Regions from separate parts of the Mus musculus genome. Here regions 1 and 3 are each linked to region 2. A link is a contact called in public Hi-C and HiChIP or PLAC-seq data. All regions are on one chromosome and are shown on one strand. Each heading gives the region's core, a stretch centred on a gene start, on an enhancer-like site or on the middle of the called end of the contact. The rest is flanking DNA. Distances are from core to core; before and after follow the strand shown.

Region 1 (2,906 bases), core at 258-2,757, 260 kb after region 2:
ACGGTAATTTCATAAAAGTTTCCTGTAATTCTCTGAGGTAGGTGTTGCCCTGTTTACAGGTAAGGAAGCCAAAATGGGACTTTAAAGCAATTTGCTGCTACCTGATGAAGCCAGGATTTAAACCCAAGTATGGTTTCCAGTGCCTGTTAGGACTCAACAAAGGTGTACTGCACTATTTAGTAGGAGGAACATAGAGGCTGGTTGGGGTGTTTGTTGTACACTGTGACCTCAGTCTGACATCTGAGCAGGGAGGGCTGAGGGCTGCAGGACATAGTGACGCCCTGTCTGGAAGAAGGAGAGCAAGACAGCAGAAGCAGAGGCAGCACTCATCTAACACAGGTGCAGCAGCTACAGGCTCAGCAGCTACAGGCTCAGCTCAGGGCCTTTAGCATTTGGCCAGGCTGTCGCTGGGACCTTCATTAGAAAAGCTTTCCCCCAAAGCAAGAAAGTAGCCTGTGTTAGTGCTGTGAGTTAAGAGACCTTGTTAGCCTTTAGCCAAACAGTGTAGACAAAACTTTGAAGGGCTCTCAAGGGATTTATCCTTGTAGCTTCCTATAGAAAAGTTTTGGATTGGGGATCGCAAAAGTGCTTATTGTCCTTGAGTTACCCCTGTGACAGGTCTCAGCTCTTGCTGTCCATTACTTGACATTAAGGAGGTTGATTATTAATTCTGAGTTAAAGGCCACATCCTTCGATTCTCTCTGAATTGTTTCTAATTTGCCAATATGGTTCTTTTCTAACCTTTTCTTTCCTTACAAAAAATGGTGGCCGTTTTGATGGTAGAATAGTTTTGAAAAATGAACATAAAAAGAAAAATGACAATATGTGATTATATAACTTAATTATTATATATAACGTATGTTATATACTTATTTTCAAAGCATCCATAATTCTCTAATCATGCCTTAAAATTCATCAGTATTAATATTATCAAGATTTCAAACACAAAGCTTATAGTGTCACTATTACACTTTCTTGTATCATTTTGAAACAAAGACTTTTACGAATGGAACACTTAAGAATGTTTTGTTTTGGTTTTTTTTTTTTTTTGGTTTTTTCGAGACAAGGTTTCTCTGTGTAGCCCTGGCTGTCCTGGAACTCTCTGTAGAGCAGGCTGGCCTTGGACTCAGAAATCTGCCTGCCTCTGCCTCCCAAGTGCTGGGATTAAAGGCGTGGGCCACCAATGCCCAGCAAGAATGTTTTAAATGGCTTTTGTTTTGTGAACATTGAGAAAGGGGGAAGAGCATTTCAGGAGAATTTTTGAGTTCTTGGGTTTTATGTAAGTCTTGCTGTGTGAATATGCAAACTATTAACATACTAGCTGTTAGTGTTGACCACAAAACACATTTGTAACATACATGTTGTATGAAATAAACACTTTTAAAATATGGTAAAATTAACAGTTACAAAAAGTGCATCATTGTTTAGAAATAGCTCTTGGTCAGAGAAATAGCCTTAAAATGATTGCGGCTTTCTGTGAGGACTCATTAGGCTTCTCTCTTCCTTTTTTATTGGCAGGGAAAGGAAGGAAGCAAACAGTGTTTATACTCTGGTCAAGTGACCTGAACCTCCTTTTCCTTTGCTTTATAAGAGATTAGCTGTTTCTTAAATAATTGATGTGAAGTGTCTCTGAATTCCTGTGGTTTGAAGGCTTTACAGATATCAGCTTTCTCTTCCTGACTGAAAGGATGTGTGTGATAGTATCCTTTCCTCCTTAGTTTAAATTTGGATGTCTCGATCGTGAATAAGAAATCTTGTGAGTGGTGATCTGGGGTAGTTTTCTTATTTTCCTTTCTTGCTGGAGCTAGATGATGGTGAAGTGCAGCTTCTGGGCAGTGCATTTGCACATAATAAATGGTGTACTAGGGACCTGCAGTGAGGACCTAAGGTACAGTTTCTCAGTAAGCCACATTGATCTGCCAGACTGGCAGCTGGATCAAATCATTAAAGAAGACTTTGTTACCAGTTCATGGTAGAACAAGTAGTTATGCCATCTATCTCTCACTGGTTGCCAGGTCTGTCATATTCTTGCATCAGATAGAATTGTGGCTCTTTGAGAGGCAGAGAAAATACCTTTCTTTGTCTGGTTGCTGTCTACCCAGCTCAACCTGATTTGGTTTGGAATTGGAGAAGGGATTGAATACATAAAAATTCATACATTTGTGCGTACAAGTACATGTGGATTTGTTTTTAAATATTATTCCATTTACCAAACTTGATTCTAAGCTGGGCGTGGTGACACATGCCTTTAATCCCAGCACTTGGGAGGCAGAGGCAGGCGGATTTCTGAGTTTGAGGCCAGCCAGGGCTACACAGAGAAACCCTGTCTTGAAAAAACAAAAAACAAAAAAAAAAAAAAGCTTGATTCTAGTATTGATTTTCTGGTGATGTGACTTTTAAAAAAGCATCTATAACCATGCTCTGCTGTAAGAATTGGAATACAGATTACTTTTAAAAATAACTGCAGCATTGGTGGAACTTTTGTTTTGGGGGAACCACAGCATGCAGCCAATAAAACTTGAGTTCTGCATCTTAGCAGACAAGATAGATGATTCCATTTTACAGCAATCTCTGCTCTCTAACAGCAAAACCACACAGTTATAAAGTATACTCCTAGAGGTTTTCAGAGGTCAGTATGGAGTGTGCTTTTTTTTTTTTTTGACATATTTGCTAGTATTTTACACAATAATTTAAAACCCAGCCCATCACAAGACCTTTGCAGTTATAGTCTCGAAAGACAGCTTCTGTGAGAATGGTTACTTCCCAAATAAGTACCCCACAGGCTGTGTATATCTTTCTAACCTAGACAGCATCATCAAGGCAAAATAGCTTTGAGAGGAAACAGGGACTACACATAAAGTAGCATAGTAATAACACTAAAATTGTTGCTGATACAAACACTGTTG
Region 2 (2,700 bases), core at 155-2,654:
GGTGACCATGGCTCAGGAGGGCCTTGATGGGCAGGCGGCGAGTGGGTCACAGAGTCACTAATGGCCCCGCCGTCCGCCACCTGCCGCCAGCCGCCTGCCGCCGGATGAGGAAATGGCCCTGCCCAGGCATCGATCTTGGAAGCAGCTGAGCTGAGCTGTGGTTCCAGGGAGGCTGCCTGCTCCAGAGGCCTTCCCATGTCCAGTCCTAAGGCCCTGCACACTTCCTGCCTCCCTCCCTTGCTTGTTTGCTTCAGTCCACCTATCTTTCCTTCCTCGATGTTTCTAACCCCAGGTTACTGTGTGTGTGCCCTCAATAAAGCCATCATCCTCAAGGCGCTTGTCTGGAAGCAAGTCTCTCAGCTCTCCACAGATTGCGGGCAGGGGGGGGGGCGCTTTCTACTGACACTCAGTAACCAGCTTCCCTTTTCTCTACATAAGGTCCAGAGGGGGTCTGAACAGGTTTCCTTGTGGGAAATCTGGTACCATTGTGCCCACACTCTTGCTAAGGCTGATCCTAGAGCATGAAGTAGGTGCTGCAAGCCAGTCATTGTGCTAGGGACCCCCCTACTCCCCAAAGGCATTTCATTCCCAATTCGCTGGACCACTCTTTTTTCACAGAGGCCAAAATCTCTGGCAAGAGCCTACTTAGTGGCAGCTCAACTCCCTCCACCGAGACAGGGTCTCCTGTGTCTTCGCACACCTTGCCTAGGAGAGAAATCAGAGCTAGATTATGCTACCTAGGCTGCCGCAGATTGCCCGCTTCCTCTAGCCTGCTCCTTCCCACAAGACTGGAGATGGAGATGGATGTAGAGGCAGCCTGCTTTCTCCTAAGCCCGTTCATGGCTTCTCATCGTGTTCATCTCCCTTTGTGCCTACGTGTTTGTAATAAAATACCCATAAACACATCGTTAACATTGGATAGGGACACCCTAAAAGGTGTGTTTGGACTTAATCTCTTTACGGGCCTCATCTCAGAGTTATGTTCGTTTGGAAGCACTAGTGAATCTTGGTGGGGGAATGTGATACCATTCAGTCCCTAACAGAGGCCTAAATAAGTTTTAGGTATATGAGGTCACATTCTGCAAGACGTGCAGGCTATCTTTATCTCCTATGCAAACGAACCAATTTCTGTAAACATTTTTTCTAAAAGCAGTTGTTGAACAGAAATATCCAAACACTAGGTACACTGCCTTAAGTAATTGTTTTTAAGTCATGTGTTTGGAGTTTTGTTCAAGAAAAATAATGTGTGAAATCCACTTTATAAATCAGCCGCTTTAGAAAAATGTCTGTCTTGGAAGCCAATTTTTCTCTCCTCTATCAACAAACCTTTCCAAGTGAAGGTTTAAGCGGGAGGGTGTAGTACAGGCAAATGGGCACGAGGTGGCGCCCTAAGTAGCGGCAAGGAGCAGGCAAAATGCATCAGGCTCTGGATTTGGTTTGAATGAAGAATGTATTCATTCAACATGTATTCAGTCCTTGTTGATTGAAGCTTTAGGGTTGGAGCTTTGCAATGTCAGGATCTTGCAGCAGAAACGACCTGTTTAGATTCTTATCTACTTATTTTCTAGGCTATTGTTTGACCCAGATATTTGCCTCTGCCCAGCTTGCTGGGTGAAGTGAGGTTAGGTCTGTAGCTGATTTGCATCTTTAAGCGCTGTCCGGAACTGGTCAGCTGGATCTGCAGTCAAGTTTGGGCGTGCTCTTCGTCAACAGCTCCTCCCTCCGTTTTCTTTGTCCATTGAAAAAAAAAGTTGCATCCTTCACTGATTCCCTGCCCAAGCTGCAGGTGTCACCACACAAATTGGGCAGTCTCCAATCGTTCCTCCCCTGACGGTTGTTCTCTGGCTTTCTCCTTCCATGCACGGAGAACTGGTTTTGTTTCCCTTGACATCTTGTTTCCACCTCAGCTACGTGGAGGAAGAGTCGCAGTGTTTGTTTATTCCTCTGGTTCCCCTTTCCTCCTGATGGTAAGAGCAGGTCCCTTTGGGCCCCCAGCTCCCACCAGGAGCACCCCACCCCCAGCTCTACTAGGAACCCTTTCTGGGTTTTAGCATCGCCTTCTGTACCTGCCCCTTGAGGTTTCAGTAGGAAGCAGCTTCCTGCATGGACACCCAGGGGTTGGTTTGCCTCTGTCTATCTCTGTAAACTTCTGGAAACATCTTTATTAATTTCTCTCCAGTCAACCCTTAGAGGTGTTAGCTCTTCCTGCAAGGTTTTGATTGAGTCACAGAACCAGAAAACCCTCTTTGTGCCTCCATTTCTCTTCTTTTAAGTGAGAATTCATATCCACCTTGTTAATGAGGATCTTCTCTAACAATGACTATAAGCCAAGTGACATCTGAAACCTGTTAACTTCTCTGTACAAGCCTCTGTAATCATCAGAGTGAGCGTCACAGACTAGGTCCTTGGTCCAATGTCTTCCTTCACTTATGCTAATTTTTGTATTAATGGGCAGGTTAATGGGTGCCTTTATGCCGAAGCACCAAAGCATCACAGAAGATTGTCACAACCGTGCTAGTCAACGCTGCGGTCCTGACTACAGACGCAGAGGCCAGACTGCCAGAACCCCAGGCCCTTATGAGTGTTATGTGCTGTGTTTCCTGGCGTATACTAGCCTGTTGCTTCCTCTTTTCCATCTTGCCGACTCCTTCCACCTGCAAAACAGAAGCTGCCCGAGTCCAGCTGTTGTTTATATGGAGG
Region 3 (2,851 bases), core at 26-2,525, 480 kb after region 2:
GAAAATCTCCCCAGCAACTACAGCCGGGGCCAATCCTGAGTTGCTGCACCTGCACCAGACTCTTTCCTTGACCCCTCCCATACCCATTTCTTGAGACTAGACATTGTTTAGATTGGGTAATCCCCTACTCCCTCCTTCTCCTTTCCCCCCTGGGGGCCTATAAAAACTGGGACCCCTTTCCCCTCGGGGTCGACTCCTCTACCCCTGTGTGGGGTACGAGTCGTCCCCAGAGCTCTGGCTTCCCCCCCCCCCAATAAAGCCTCGTGTGGTTTGCATCAAGCTTGGTCTCTTGTGAGTTCTTGGGGGTCCGTTATTATCCCGAGACTTGAGTGAGGGTCTCCCTTCCAAGGTCTTTCATTGGGGGCTCGTCCCGGGATTGGCGCGACCACCCACATCTCCGAAGACCCACTTGGAGGTGAGATTTCTTGTCTAAAAATATTTCTGTGAGCCGGGGATGTTCGGTGCTGAAATTTGCAGCTGCAACGTTTCATGAGAAGCGGAGACCTGCACCTCAAGATGAGGCATGGAGTGTGAACAGCAGACATGCTGGAATCACCCACTGCCCGCTCTGGGGGATGCCCTGGAGTGAGGGGAAGGACTCCAGGAGTCCGTCTGGGATGGGGAGTGAAGAGTTGGTAGTCTTCCTAGATTGGAGGACTTATGTACTTACCTGACCTTTTGCATTTCTGAGTTGGTTTTGTCTGTCCATTAGAAGATGGGCATTTGTCAGTGTGTGTGTGTGTGTGTGTGTGTGTGTGTGTGTGTGTACCTGTTTCGTGTTTTCGGTGATTTGGACAATGGCACAGACTGTAATGACCCCCCTAAGTTTGACTTTAGACCACTGGACTGAAGTTAGGTCAAGGGCCCATAATCTTTCAGTAGAAATTAAGAATAGACCTTGACAGACTTTTTGTGCCTCCAAGTGGCCGACTTTTGATGTAGGATGGCCACCGGATGGGACTTTTGATTTGACTCTTATCTTTAAAGTTAAAGCCATTGTTTTTCAGAGCAGACCTGGGTCCCACCCAGATCAACAGCCTTACATTACTGTCTGGCAGGACCTCGTCCAGAATCCATCGTCATAGATCAAACCATGGATTCCCCAGTGTAGGTCAGGCTCCCGAGCCCTGACTCTTCTCGAAAACAAAAGTGAAACCAAAAGGTTCCTCCCAAAACGGAGCCTCCTCTTCAACCCACAGCTCCCCCCAAGTTCCTTCCCCTTCACCCTATCTTCTACCCTCCCCCGCCCCCTGGGTCTGCTCCTCCACAGCACAGCTGGAGGGATGGCAGCCAGGACCCGGAGACGATGAGCCCAGATTCCCCCAGCAGATGGAGCTCCTGACACCACTTCTGCTTTTCCTCTGCCAGCTGTGGGCGACCTGCCCTCGGACCCGCAATCTCTGCAGATCTGTACAGTTGGAAAGCTAACCATGCTTCCTTTTCTGAGAATCTGGCCAGCCTGACGGGGCTGGTGGAGTCTCTTATGTTTTCTCATCAACCCACTTGAGATGATTGTCAGCAGCTCCTCCAGGTTCCGTTTACCACTGAAGAAAAAGAGCGCATTTTCCTGTAGGCTCAGAAAAATGTTCCCGGAGTGAATGGAGTCCCAACCAACCTACCTAATGAGATTAACACTGGGTTCCCTCTGGACCGGCCAGATTGGAACTACAATATGGCTCAAGGTAGAGAGAGGTTGGCAGTTTACCACCGGGCTCTGATCTAAAGGGAGCAGCGAGATGCCCCACCAATTTGGCTAAGGTAAGAGAGGTGATGCAGGGTCCTACCGAGCCCCCATCTGTTTTTCTGGAAAGATTGATGGAAGCTTATAGACGCTAGACTCCTTTTGACCTGACCTCTGAGGGTCAACAAGCCGTGGTTGCTATGGCTTTTATAGGGCAATCAGCATCAGATATTAAGAGAAAGTTACAGAGACTAGAAAGATTACATGCCACGGCTTTACAAGATTTAGTCAAGGAGGCAAAAAAGGTATATCACGAGAGAGACGGAGGAAGAGAGAGAGAATAAAAGGGATAGAAGACAGGAGAGGAACTTAAGCAGGATTTTGGCCTCAGTAGTAGGGGAGTGTGAAAGAAGAAACAGGCCTGAGAATAGACAGACAGGGTACCTGGGCAACAGGGAACCTAGACCTGGAGGAAGAAGACCCGCCCAGAAGACTTTACAGAAGGACCAATGTGCCTATTACAAAGAAAAAGGACTGTGACTCAAATACTGGCACCGGCTACTCCAAGACAGGTGAGAGAATTCTTGGGCACTGCTGGGTTCTGCAGACTTTGGATACCTGGGTTTGCAACACTGGCTGCCCCCTTGTACCCCCTGACCAAAGAAAGTAGAGAATTCAGATGGATATCAGAACATCTGAGAGCCTTTGAAAATATTAAAGAGGCCCTGTTGACTGTGCCAGATCTAACCAAACCCTTCATCCTCTATGTTGATGAGAGGGCGGGGGTGGCCAGAGGTTCTTACTCAGGCTCTAGGGCCATAGAAGAGGCCCGTGGCATATTTGTCTAACAAGCTGGACCCAGTGGCCAGCGGATGGCCCACATGTTTAAAGGCCGTTGCTACAGTAGCCTTTCTTGTTAAGGATGCCGACAAGTTAACTTTGGAACAGCAAATAACTGTGGTAGCCCCCCACTCTCTTGAAAGCATTATCTGCCAGTCCCCAGACCGATGGATGACAAATGCCGGAATGACCCACTACCAGAGTCTGTTGCTGACTGAATGGGTCGTGTTTGCTCCTCCTGCTATCCTCAATCCTGCTACCCTCCTGCCTGAAACGGACAAGTCCTTGCCCATTCACTGCTAGGAGGACATCCTTGCAGAAGAAACCGGG

The links. Hi-C and Micro-C count contacts between places; a contact is called where the count stands out from the background. HiChIP or PLAC-seq counts read pairs in DNA pulled down with a chosen protein or histone mark.
Region 1: an H3K4me3 HiChIP or PLAC-seq map of bone marrow-derived macrophages shows a contact between it and region 2, with 7 times the contacts expected there. The contact joins two enhancer-like sites. A contact is called at or near these places in 5 of 39 promoter capture datasets (the 3T3-L1 cell line, 3T3-L1-derived adipocytes, the C10 cell line and 1 more), 3 of 15 datasets of contacts at CTCF or cohesin (CD8 T cells, hippocampal excitatory neurons and pro-B cells), 114 of 484 Hi-C or Micro-C datasets (the 3T3-L1 cell line, 3T3-L1-derived adipocytes, the 63-12 cell line and 70 more), 22 of 115 datasets of contacts at active chromatin or transcription factors (T-cell acute lymphoblastic leukemia, astrocytes, a beta-TC-6 cell line and 18 more) and 3 of 9 other capture datasets (adipose tissue, liver and pancreatic islet).
Region 3: a Hi-C map of bone marrow-derived macrophages shows a contact between it and region 2, with 17 read pairs. The contact joins two enhancer-like sites. A contact is called at or near these places in 7 of 39 promoter capture datasets (the 3T3-L1 cell line, embryonic stem cells, hippocampal neurons and 3 more), 4 of 15 datasets of contacts at CTCF or cohesin (embryonic stem cells, hippocampal excitatory neurons, pro-B cells and 1 more), 84 of 484 Hi-C or Micro-C datasets (the 63-12 cell line, B cells, the Ba/F3 cell line and 52 more), 7 of 115 datasets of contacts at active chromatin or transcription factors (PVALB interneurons, bone marrow-derived dendritic cells, bone marrow-derived macrophages and 4 more) and 2 of 9 other capture datasets (adipose tissue and embryonic stem cells).

The regions. Positions count from the first base shown.
Region 1 is chr5:148,534,957-148,537,862 of GRCm38.p6, reverse strand. All of the region lies in intron 1 of Ubl3 (ubiquitin-like 3), which reads left to right. Among named protein-coding and RNA genes, the nearest start is that of Ubl3, 16 kb to the left of the region's middle. Within about 2 kb of position 1,507, at least 39 of the 459 cell types and tissues checked have an H3K27ac peak or open chromatin away from gene starts, as enhancers often do. A contact at or near this core is called in bone marrow-derived macrophages and olfactory sensory neurons, where this site is marked.
Region 2 is chr5:148,791,940-148,794,639 of GRCm38.p6, reverse strand. It overlaps Gm36405 (a long non-coding RNA gene), which reads left to right. Exons shown (of 3, transcript XR_377235.2): 3 at 1-323. Among named protein-coding and RNA genes, the nearest start is that of 4930505K14Rik, 15 kb to the right of the region's middle. Within about 2 kb of position 1,404, at least 30 of the 459 cell types and tissues checked have an H3K27ac peak or open chromatin away from gene starts, as enhancers often do. A contact at or near this core is called in bone marrow-derived macrophages, olfactory sensory neurons and uterus, where this site is marked.
Region 3 is chr5:148,309,420-148,312,270 of GRCm38.p6, reverse strand. The region is part of intron 14 of Mtus2 (microtubule associated tumor suppressor candidate 2); the gene reads right to left. Among named protein-coding and RNA genes, the nearest start is that of Slc7a1, 89 kb to the left of the region's middle. Within about 2 kb of position 1,275, at least 77 of the 459 cell types and tissues checked have an H3K27ac peak or open chromatin away from gene starts, as enhancers often do. A contact at or near this core is called in bone marrow-derived macrophages and uterus, where this site is marked.